2 separate regions of the Danio rerio genome follow, and region 2 is linked to region 1. A link is a contact called in public Hi-C data. All regions are on one chromosome and are shown on one strand. Each heading gives the region's core, a stretch centred on a gene start, on an enhancer-like site or on the middle of the called end of the contact. The rest is flanking DNA. Distances are from core to core; before and after follow the strand shown. Region 1 holds the start of ccdc61 (coiled-coil domain containing 61). Region 2 holds the start of diablob (diablo, IAP-binding mitochondrial protein b).

Region 1 (5,879 bases), core at 1,904-4,403:
TAGCACTTAATACTCTGAGCACAAACCGTTCATTTGTATAATTGGCACTTCTTGTGTGTATTACCTCTTATTGTTGAATCGCTGAACGTCTCCTCAACTGTAAGACAGAAGCATCTGCTAAGTGAATGTACCTCCAAATGTATAACTGCATTATATAGACCTCAGTGTTGTGCTAATGTTTAAAGTCTGTGTGAAATCAAAATTTACAATGTTTATTTTACTAGCGCACATGGTAAGTCTTAATGTGAACAGTTAATCAGTGCCTCAGTAAGATAATCCACTGAAATAAAAAGATTGTTTTGGTAATCTTTAATCAAATTCTAGCCTTCAGCTCTGGAATGGCAGCTCTTCTCTGATGACATCAGTTTGACGGCTGGTGAGAGTGAAAAATGAGAGGCGGAGCTCAAAATAAAACCCTCTCCCCTGCTCAATATTTAGTTTGAGTTGGAAATGCATCATCATTCTTAAATAAAAGGCATACTATGTATGTATGTATTATGTAAATGTCTGAATTTTTGTGTTATTTATATGGTATTATACTGTTTTCTAAAAACAATCTTTTGAAAGGAGTTGTGTTGTTTTTAAATAATGTGATGAAATAAAGCATTGACCTTTCTCAACACTAGAATTCACATTGTTTCACTAATTTATATATACATTTTTTTTTTTTATCTTGATGTTGGTGTTGTAGTGATCCAGTACAGCTGTGTAGTTCCCTCCTGTGGACTGCGTATTTCTTTTATTTTATTTACATTTGTCATGACAAATTGTTTTTATAAAGAAAACATGATGATAATGAAGCAACTCTACATAAGCTAATAATAATAAAATACAACTGACAACAGGTCTGAAGCCAGCCTAATGTATAGGGGTTATTTGCCTCATTTATTATTTATTTATGAGATTTAAATTCTCAATTTTAGTGACATATTAAGCAATATTTTTAGCTGAATTAACTTGTCGGATGGTCATCAAACCCACACTTTTTAATGTACCAAAATATTTTAAAAGATTTAGAATAAAGAAATATGAATAAATACTTATTTTTAAACTACAAATATAATATGTGCCATATAAGAAAATTTTTTTTTTCAGTTTTTTTAAAATAGAAATTTTGAAAACTGTCCTGTTAATTACAGTTTTTTAATTAACAACTGTAGCCGATTGTCATTATTTAGGCGAAAAAAAAAAAAAAACTGGCCAGCACTTTCAATTTTCCTAAGTCAGAATTTAAGCTTCAAAATTTGAGCTTCATGATTTGTCTAGCCTCTCTTGTAAAAAAAGAAAGAAAGTATATTTCATAGAAAATTCATGGATAACAACAATTTATTCAAATTAATTTTAGCATGGGCCGCTTTTGGTTTTTCACACCTTTAAATTGTTTATTTTTTGTTTCAAGAATAAGGTCCAAGATTCAGTATAAAAGTTACATGCAAATATTTTTTTTATATTTAAAAACAATACAGTAGTGAAAGATTTCTTCACTTACATTGTATGTTTTTTTGCACAACTGGATGTTGGACTGGATGAAAAATAACAGTTTGCATTGGCCAAAACTGATAAACAGAAGTCACACTGATGTGACAGTCAACAGATGATTTGGCTTGGTCTTAAAGCCTTTTTCAATGGGTTATTTTCACTAATTATAATGGTGTAGCAGTCAAAAAAGGACAAACGAGTTCATGTATGGGACAGATTCTGGACCTTTGTCGTTGAGGGCTGGGTCTTTCAAACCATCCAAACCCCTCATGGCTACAGGCCTAAACAAATATACTGTAAAATGGATGACGCTAAAGTATAAAAAACTTACACTACACACAGAAACAATCTTGATAAACATATGTTTTATAGGTTTTGATATAGGTTTTTATTATTTGTGACATATATGAAATTGGCCATTTTCCTATATTATAATGTGCATATATTCACAAATGTGTTCATATATACGTGCATATGCGTACACGCATACATATGCATTTTATTAAAACCCATAGCTGCTAGACAACATAAATAAAAGCCCATGTAGAAATTTGCATTTTTTGTTTACTTAACGTAAAACAATAAAATAGTACAAGAAAAAAAGTCGTACAAGAACAAAAATAAGACAAAAAAAAAAAAAACTGAACAGAAAAACAAACAAACAAAAAAATCTACAAACCATTTTGTTATGCATTTCCTTCTTTTCCAATATATCTACATACAAGAAAGAATTGACCTTGTGAATGTTTCAGGAAAACTTGTAGACATAATAGCTTTCCATCTCCTCTCACTTATTTGCCATAGTTAAATTCAATAACATGCCAATTACATGTGATACTAATTTCAAGTGTTCGCACATGTTATTTTTTTTTAGTTAGTTCTTATTGTCTTGATAATAGAAAATATGAACGCATCATGTATGACTGCTGCCAAGGTGTGATATGAGTTATAGGAGATATCTTGTATGTACAGGACATAAAGGGCATATATGTAGATATAAAGAAGCAACACAGGAGACATGGCTTGTATAAGCACATATATGCACCTCAATTCTGCCTATTTGTGGCATTGACATATGCAGCATATATATAGTCATTTATGTGCATACTGCATACAGGTTTCATATATGTGCATATATCATCATATAGGTTCTACATTGGAAAAAATGTAGATAAATTGAAAAAAATAATAATAATTATTATAATAAAATTACGAAAGATTTACTTTGGAATCAATACAATTCTTGCTTTAAGAATTAGTTTGTGTATTTACATTTATGAATGTCAAATTTTACTTGAAAATTCAGTTTATGTGTAATTATATTTTTTGTCATTAGTATAAAATCCCTTCAAAATAATATGTGTACAAAATGGAAAGAAATTAAAAAAGTACCTTGGGTATATAGTTATACTATAAGTATCATTAAAAAGCACATGGAATGTAAACCTTTATGTTATTTATAATTATTTGTGAAAAAAAAGGTAAAAGCTATGATCAAGAAAGTAGTGAGTAGGCTACCGCTTGAAAATCAGTTTTATGGGCGTGAAGTCGAAGGCGTTGCCACAAAGAAAGGCTTTTCGTTTGATTGGCAAGCAGTGCAGCCAATAGGAACCTAGCATCTACACGAGTTGACCAATGTGAACAGTTGTGGGCGGGATTTTTAAATTCCCGGTCATTGAGCCGCTGTTTTCAGTTGTTCGAGGCAGTGACGACCAGTTTACTGAATATGTTTCGCTAAATTGAAATAGAAGACATTTTTATCATCTTTCTGTTTTTTGTACTTTTATTTAACCCTTGCTTTAAATGTAGGTTTTTAATCGTACAGCTCTTGCCTGCCTAAAGCATTTCCACCAATAACGGGTATGTTGCTAGCGTGCTAGTTGTGTATGGACTGACATGCATCTATCTTAACGTTATCAAGGGCATATATGTCGTCTTTTGTTGTCACATATTTCTCTGTTGGTTTCAAAACGATGACATATGATGTATTTGTGTATTTCTGCGACTGTTTTGATAATGTTGCTGTTCGACTAGCCCAGTCTTATGGCAAATCTTAAGGGTTAACGTTAGCACTTACTCAATCAGTTGTTTAGTAGTTTGAAACATGAGTGTGTTGTGTACTAATTCGTTTCTAAACGAGCTAAGAACACCATTTTATCCGTAAAATTCACGGAATTCAGTGAAGTGTAAAGAAATATGAGCCTTATTCATTCAAATGGTCCATGACCCAAATCCTGTGTCATGGCAGTGAAGTTGACATTTGCAATGGACACCTTGATGTGTTATTGACATGAACAGCACTAAAATAATAAACCCATACTTTCTAAATTAAACCTCTGATTAAACTGACTGTTATGGTTTGATAAGGTACTGTAGTTGCTCTTAGTATATGAGATTTATCTACATATAGCATGTATGTTATCAAGTAATGCTGATTATAGCTCTATTATGAACTGCAATGATCATGTTATTAAACCCTGTGCAATGTTTTCCTTAGGCTGTCAGTGGCAAGCAATGGAGGTGGGCACGGTTGTGCAGGAAGAAATGAAATTTCGTGGGTCTGAATTTGCTGTCAAGGTTGAGATGGCTGAGAGGTTGCTAATCGTAGAGATTTCAGATGTCGTGACAGCAGACCAGTGGAGAGGAGAGTTCGATCCTGCTTGTAAGTCATGTTAAAACTGACATTTACTGTCGGCTTACTTTGAATGTCATGTTCTTTTATGCCATTACAAACTTTTGTTCTGCAATCAGATATTGAGGACCTGACCAGAAAAACTGGGAATTTTAAACAGTTTCCAGTATTTTGCAGCATGCTTGAGTCTGCTGTTCACAAGGTGGGTCTGAGGAGTAAGTCTTATTTAAACTAATAGGATCTTGATTTTGAAAGCTTATTAAGATTTTATTTTTTTACTGATGAATATTATTTTAGTTTCTGATGTATTTTGTAGGGATAAACAATTTTGTCAGAATTTATTTATAAATTTAACCATAAAACTAGAATTTAACTATAAAATATATGGCAGTTCCAGAAATAAAAAGATTTTCTCAATATATTTTTTAAATTAGTTTAAAATTTTTACAGTAAGTGTTAACCATTAAACATCGACCTTTTGTAAGCTATTAAGTTTTTAAACAGTCTTAAATGCTTTTGATAAACCCTTATGTTCGCATTAATATTAATTTATTATTATTTTTTTTTTCTTTTGACATAGACATCACAATTACACTGGACAACCAGATGCATTTGTTTGTGTTTAGTAGTGTTTAGTAGACTTGCTAATTCTCAACTCTGTCCATGAAAGGCTTGACATAAAATGAAAGTAAAATAGATACATATACACTATTATTAACATTGAAACACATTATAAATACATAAACATTATAATTGTTTACATACAATTGCTATAAGGCAGAAGTAAAGGGGGCATGATCAAACTAAAAATTAAAAATAATAATTGGTTGAGCACTAATACAATCTATTATTTTATAAATATTACTACTCCTACGAAGTATTACTTAAAGAATACAAAATAAAATGCTGTTGTAAAATTCACTGTAAAACTAAACCTTATATAAAAACAGTAATATACTATATAATGTACATTTAGTTTTTTTTGTAACTAATGTTATTTAAAGCTGTAAAACTAGAATTTTATTTTCAAACGTTAAACTGTGTCGTCACGGCGACAGTGGCACAGTGGGTAGCATGGTCACCTCACAGCAAGAAGGTCACTGGTTCGAACCCTGGCTGGGACAGTTGGCATTTCTGTGTAGAGTTGGTATGTTCTCCTCGTGTTGCCATAATCCGACAGCGGAATGAACTGTCAACTTATCCAGCTTATGTTTTATGTAGCGGATGCCCTTCTAGCTGTTACCCATCACTGGGAGACACCCATACACTCTCATTCACACACATACACTACAGACAATTTAGCTTACCCAATTCACCTGTACTGCATGTCTTTGGACTGGAGCACCCAGAGACAACCTACGCGAACACGGGAAGAACATGCAAACTCCACATAGAAATGCCAACTGACCCAGCCGAGGCTCAAACCAGCAACCTTCTTGCTGTGAGGTGACAATGCTATCCACTGCCCCACCAAGCCACGCCTAGTTTTGTTTTTATTTTTGTTAAACATTCTCATCTAATACTTCAAGTTAAAATATATCTCTGATAGTAATCATATCTAAATAAATATCTGATTTACCCTTTTGAATTGTATTTTACAGTCCAGCGACTCCGTGACCCTTGACCTTTTGACGTATTCTGACCTCGAGCTTCTGCGAAACAGAAAGGCAGGTGTCGTCGGCCGTCCTCGTGCTCAGCCACAGTCTCCTGCTCTGAGTGCTAAACGATACCTCATCCTCATCTACACGGTGGAGTTTGACAGGTGTGT
Region 2 (5,879 bases), core at 2,056-4,555, 260 kb after region 1:
AACATCTGTTTATATTTTTTAAAACAATTAACCACAGAGTTATAGAAGCAGAAAAATATCAATCTGTAAAAAAAAATTGTAATTTAAATGAGAAAAATAAGCATGCATTATTGATGTGACAAAAAGTTTGTGAGTTTACACTATAAAGCACACTTTGTAGACATTCTGTGAATTATACTGCACAACCCAAAAGAAATAATGCTAATCAAAAGAATGAGCGCTGGCTCACTATAGAACAAAAATGATTGATTATTTGACATTTTTTTGCATTTATGAGGAACAAGCTTTGATATGGATGTGACAGATGTAAAATTGGCACTTGTGTGATTTTGGGAAATCAAATATAATAAGCACAGTAAAATACTTGCTTGAAAAAAAAAAAACACAGAAACGGTTTTGCTATTTTGGCGAAAACTTAATTTTTGTTTCATGGCAAGGTTGACATTTGCATGGAATTGCTCAAAACAATTTATTTTCTTGTTGATTCAGACATAAAACATATTTCAATTTAATTAAACAACTATAATTAAATAATTATCAGAACTGCTAAAATGTTTCTTAAAAAAAATAACATGAAAACTTTGAACATCTCTAAACATCCAGAAAGTTAAAGCTACCTGCATTGAAAGCTGCCTCTGCTGCCTGTTGCGAGAGATTGACGGCGGTCATCCAGCAGGATTCAAAGTGTGTACAATTCTTTCTCCTGCCAATTACCTGATTTTTTTTAAACATTGAGAAGAAGGTATAGTCAGCATATCACAATGGCATATTCAACAACTATTAGATATTGCAAATATTGCAAAAATGAAAATAATTTAAAGTGTTACAACACATTCAACACATCTATTAGTAGTAGCAGTAGCAGAAGTAGTAATAATAATAATAATAATAATGATGATAATAACACTAATAATTTAGGAGCTCATGAACTTCTGGGTATTTTAAAATCACTACCTCCTGACGCTGACCAAGAATGACCTTCCAGATGGCATTCTCTTCCTCAGGAGTAAACTTGCTGATGGATGCCTCATATTGCTTGTGTAACTCAACAAGAATGTTTACGGCCTACAGAAGACAAAATATGGAATGTTGATTTTGCAAACCTGTTTAATGATGAAAATGAAACCATCGATTCATTACTGCAATACTAGTGATTACCTTAATGTACCCAGTGAAGGAATCGATCAGTGCTAAAGTAGTTTGTGAGAGGAAAGTGCTTGCACTGTCAGTGACCAGAGACGATGCTCTCCTTACTAGATCTTCATGGGACAGATTTTCTGGTTTCTAAATGAGACAAAGGCAAAAAAGAAAAGTTAAAGTGTGTTTTTTTCTTCCTTCTGGTCAGAATTTAGGTGAAAATAACAGAAATTAAATTAAGCTCATAAATATGAATAAGCTAGTTCATTTTTCAAGACCAGTCAGAAATATACATGAGCCAAGTCGCAAGTATTTGCATTGGTAGGCCATAAAATTGATTGTCAAACTAAAATAAACATGCCTGCTTGTAGATTAAAATATTTGCACAAAATGTTACAAATAAAAAATATAAAACACCTTTTAAATAATATTATCGCTTTTGTGAAAACAACAAAAAAATCTGCATTGGGATGTTAGATAATAAATTAAATCTGAAATGGTTTAAAAATAGATAACATATAATAATGCTGTTACAGTATTTTTATTTCTAAGGGATAGTTCACCCAAAACTGAAAATTCTATCATCAAAATTTACTCATCCTTTACTTTGAACAAGTCCTTTACATCCTATTACTCCAAATCTGCTTGACTTTCTTTCAGTCATTGAACAGAATGGGGATATTTTGAAGAAAGCTTGCGACATTAAATTTCATAGCATGTATTTTAACTACTATGGAAGTCAATGGTTTTTACAAAATATATTATTTTATGCTAAATAAAATAATTTAACTTAAGAATTGGAACTTATATATTATATATGTTATATGTTATACATGTAAGGGGGCTTGACAAACCATCTAATGCAGGGGTCACCAATCCTGGTCCTGGAGGGCCGGTGTCCCTGCAGGGTTTAGCTCCATCTTGCCTCAACACACCTGCTTGGATGTTTCAAGAATACCTAGTAAGACCTTGATTAGCTTGTTCAGGTGTGTATGATTAGGGTTGGAGCTAAAATCTGCAGGGCACCGGCCCTCCAGGAACAAGTTTGGTGACCACTGATCTAATGTATAGGATACACACTTCCTCACTTTGTTAGAAACACTTCTATGTTTCTGTTTGTACAGATAAGCTATATTTTTATACTTTGTACTGCTTTTCTACATTCACTTACTCTATTGTGAAAGTCTTTGAATAGTTTTATTTATTTTCTATTGCATAACTTCTTCAAATCTTGTTAAATTATTATTGTTTTTATTATTTTTAAGGTCAAAGGCGGTTGTGTAAGCATTTCACTGTATACCAGAGTGTTTACTAAAATGAAACAAATAATAACAAAATAAATATATTCAAATAAAATTAGACTCAAGTGCGAGTAAATTGTGAATATGTTATTAATTTTAGGGGGGTAAAACAGCCTACGATTAGTTGCAAAAACCTCAGTCCGTAATTGACAACCAGTTTATCTCCTAAACACTGTTGTTGCTTGTTACATTTTTAAATTTTAGACATTTTATCAGTAAAATAGTGTATAGTGCAGTGACAGTGTTGTTGTGCAGACCTGAAGGAAGGGAACAGCACAAATAGCACCAGTGACACTCAAAGTCCTCCGGTGTTTCCTGAAGATCCCGGGCAGCAGAAAGAGTCTCCGGCCAGCCTGACACGAGCCGCCGCTGCTCAACAACGAAGCTGCATAGCTAACGTACACACAACAACAGCAAAAGTTAAGGGGAAAGCAACAACACCTTATGACGAATAATACAGTTGCTCAAGTCAAAAGCAGCATTTCGTAAAGATAAATTTAACAAACTAGGCCAAGTGGAGCAGAAAATAAGCTCTACAATGGAGTAGAATCATTAGCGAATGTTTTCTACAACTGCCAAAACATTGATCGGTCAACGCTAACGTTACGTTTGTTTAAGCAACTACTGGTCCTTTATTGATGATTGTACAGATACGACATATGTATAAGTTAGCTAAAGTTAAGCGTGGTCTGTTATTGGTGATTGTACAAACAACAACAAATACTAACGTTATACAAGTTAGATAAAGTTAAACGTAATAACGTTACTTGATACCGATGAATAAATAAACAACCTCAGTCCTGCAGCGAACAACTTCCTCCTGTACGCCGCCATACTTGTTAAGATGATGAAACTGTAACATCTCCTTCTGTCGGTGTTGAAGAGAATTGCACTCTTAACATCTTGATTCATATCCACTTTCTGATGCAACAAACATTTCTTTCACAATTTTGTCAAAGTGCTTCCCATACCTTTTTTTTTTTAACACAAAGTGTTTATTGACAAATGTGCGTTTAAACTGTAAGTTATTACAGTTTTATAAATAATGTTATAAGTATAGAATTTTAAAATAAATAAAACTTAAAAACTTATAAAAAGGGGGTATGTATTTCGAACCACCTAAACCCCCCATACGGGCCTGGAAGAGTGTTCAAGAACACATTAAACCCCATATGTGAAATTTACAATGTTTATTTTGCTAGCACAGATTATTATTCTTTAAGTAAAAATTAATCTCTGTAAATTAATCCACTTAGTTGATTTGTTTGTTTGGGTAATCTGGCAATATATATATAAGCATTACATTTATTAAATAAACTTAAAATAAAAGTATAATTTCCTTATTGCTGATATATGCATAGTTTAATTTTCTCTTTTGGGAGTCTATATAACATGTGCTGTATTTGAATTGTCATAACCACCACCACAACCAGCCCTACAAATATACGTCTACCTGAAGGCCAACCACAATGTCATGACATTTATATAGTCAAGTTTGTAAAACAAGTTTGAACTGTTCAATAAGTGCCGCAGGTGTTTTGCTTTCTAACCTTATCAGCCTTCTCATCTTTGACCCAAATAATATTTTTCTCTTTTTTTCCTGTGCTTGGATACAGTTGATAGCTACATACTATTTCATCATCTTTTTTTTGATGGAGACCAGTTATTAGTTTGCATTAAAATAGTTGCCACATGTTATATAGTTTATTATAATTTTTGAAGGGAATTATCTATTATAATCGCAAGTAATTTGTGTGAATCTGGCTCCTTAAGTAAGAACAACTTATATGTAGATTCGGCAGAAATGCAAGATTTTTTATATTTTTATTTCAAAATGTACACTGGCACATATCTATTTTTAAAAGACCAAAGTACTCAGGCACAAAATACAAGCAGGAAATGCTGTGATCACTACATTAAAAAACAAAAACAAACAACAACAACAACAACAACAACAACAACAACAACAACAACAACAACATTTCAATACAGACTTGGTACTTCTGTTGTTGGTACTTCTGACAACACTACGGTCTCACAGCTTGACCAACAATCGAGAAGCAGCATCTTCTCACAAGAAAACTCAGTGCATGAATAATAATTAGACACCAACATGCCATCGAAGTACTCACAGAAGCTTCAGAAGCCGTTTTTACTTTTTTTTTTGGCATGAATGAGGATTCTGCTAAATGTTCCCAGCTGACACATTCACTGAAGTCTGAATACGAGTGGGTCACATCCATCAGTCATGTCTATTGATCATGCTAAGTGTCAAAAGACCCCAAAGATTAACTTCTTATTAAAGAAAAGGCTTGTGTTTGTGAAGGATTTAGATCCTGAAGACTGTTCTCTGTGGAAAAATATTCATCTCTGTTATTCTTTATTGAAATATAATATGATATAATATAATACATAAATAAAAATAATAAAGACAAACATTTGTTTGCATCAGTTTGTTGAGTATGTCTGATTCAACTTTAATAAATAGTGGCAACATACAACACTATACAAAGTGCAAATGTTTAAACCATTGCTATTACACATGTAGCTCTATTAAAACTGGTTTGACTTTACCTTTACCGAATGTGAAGTAATATTTAAAGAGACAACAAAAAGCCTGATCTCGCATACCATAAATAAGAGGACTTAGACACTTGGGGAAAACTATAAACACCACAAAACAAAAATACATCACATTTATTGCAGTTAAATAGTTAGTAGACAGATAAATAGCTTCTTGGACAACTCCAACTAAGATGGACATTGCACCAAGACCCAGCTGTATTAGATGCAGAAGAACAGTCTTATTAGCTTTTTTGGCTGACAGTTTATCACAAGCAGCAGTTTTAGCCACAGCTGCTATAGAGGCATAGGTAAAGATTATAACAAAAGACACCAACACAAAAAATATACACGTGAAAGCTATGTCAATGCTCTTGTAGATCTGCAGTCTGAAAAGTATAATTCTTGTGCAAAATGAATTCAGAACTGTGTTTGCAGAATCAAAAGAATAGAAGATAATGACTTCAGACAAACACTGAATCAATCCCAAGACCCAAACAACGACAATAGCTGTGTGAGTAATTTTAAAACTGGTGAATTCTGCATGTCTGAGAGGAAAACAGATGGCCACATATCTCTCCAGTGACATTAAAGACAGATTTAAGATAGAGACATGAAAGAGAGCTTTTGCAGAAACGAGAAGAAAAAGACAGATGTTTCTGATTATTAAAAACCTACAGACAGCACATATATACACTGAAAGACTAAAAATGAGACTCAATGTATCGACCCAAAGCATGTGACCAAACAGAATATAGCGAGACATCTCCTGAAAAACAGCCTTTTTCCTTAAAGTGAAGATCATGACCCCGTTGACATAAAGGAAAACAATACTTGGTGTCACAATCAAAGATGCCTTCATTGGAGTATTTTGATCAA

The links. Hi-C and Micro-C count contacts between places; a contact is called where the count stands out from the background.
Region 2: a Hi-C map of an unstated tissue shows a contact between it and region 1, with 2.3 times the contacts expected there. The contact joins the promoter of diablob here to the promoter of ccdc61 in region 1. A contact is called at or near these places in 2 of 18 Hi-C or Micro-C datasets (hematopoietic stem cells and an unstated tissue).

Annotation. Positions count from the first base shown.
Region 1 is chr21:22,719,000-22,724,878 of GRCz12tu, forward strand. ccdc61 (coiled-coil domain containing 61) reads left to right here and starts at 3,154. Exons shown (of 13, transcript NM_001077166.1): 1 at 3,154-3,339; 2 at 3,977-4,141; 3 at 4,231-4,313; 4 at 5,713-5,873. The coding sequence starts at 3,994. It also overlaps a transcript of lifrb not described here.
Region 2 is chr21:22,983,713-22,989,591 of GRCz12tu, forward strand. It overlaps diablob (diablo, IAP-binding mitochondrial protein b), which reads right to left and starts at 3,306. Exons shown (of 6, transcript NM_001243034.1): 1 at 3,232-3,306; 2 at 2,696-2,831; 3 at 1,159-1,284; 4 at 955-1,065; 5 at 618-714. The coding sequence starts at 3,272. or113-4 (odorant receptor, family A, subfamily 113, member 4) reads right to left here. Exons shown (of 1, transcript XM_017352938.4): 1 at 4,960-5,879. The coding sequence ends at 4,975.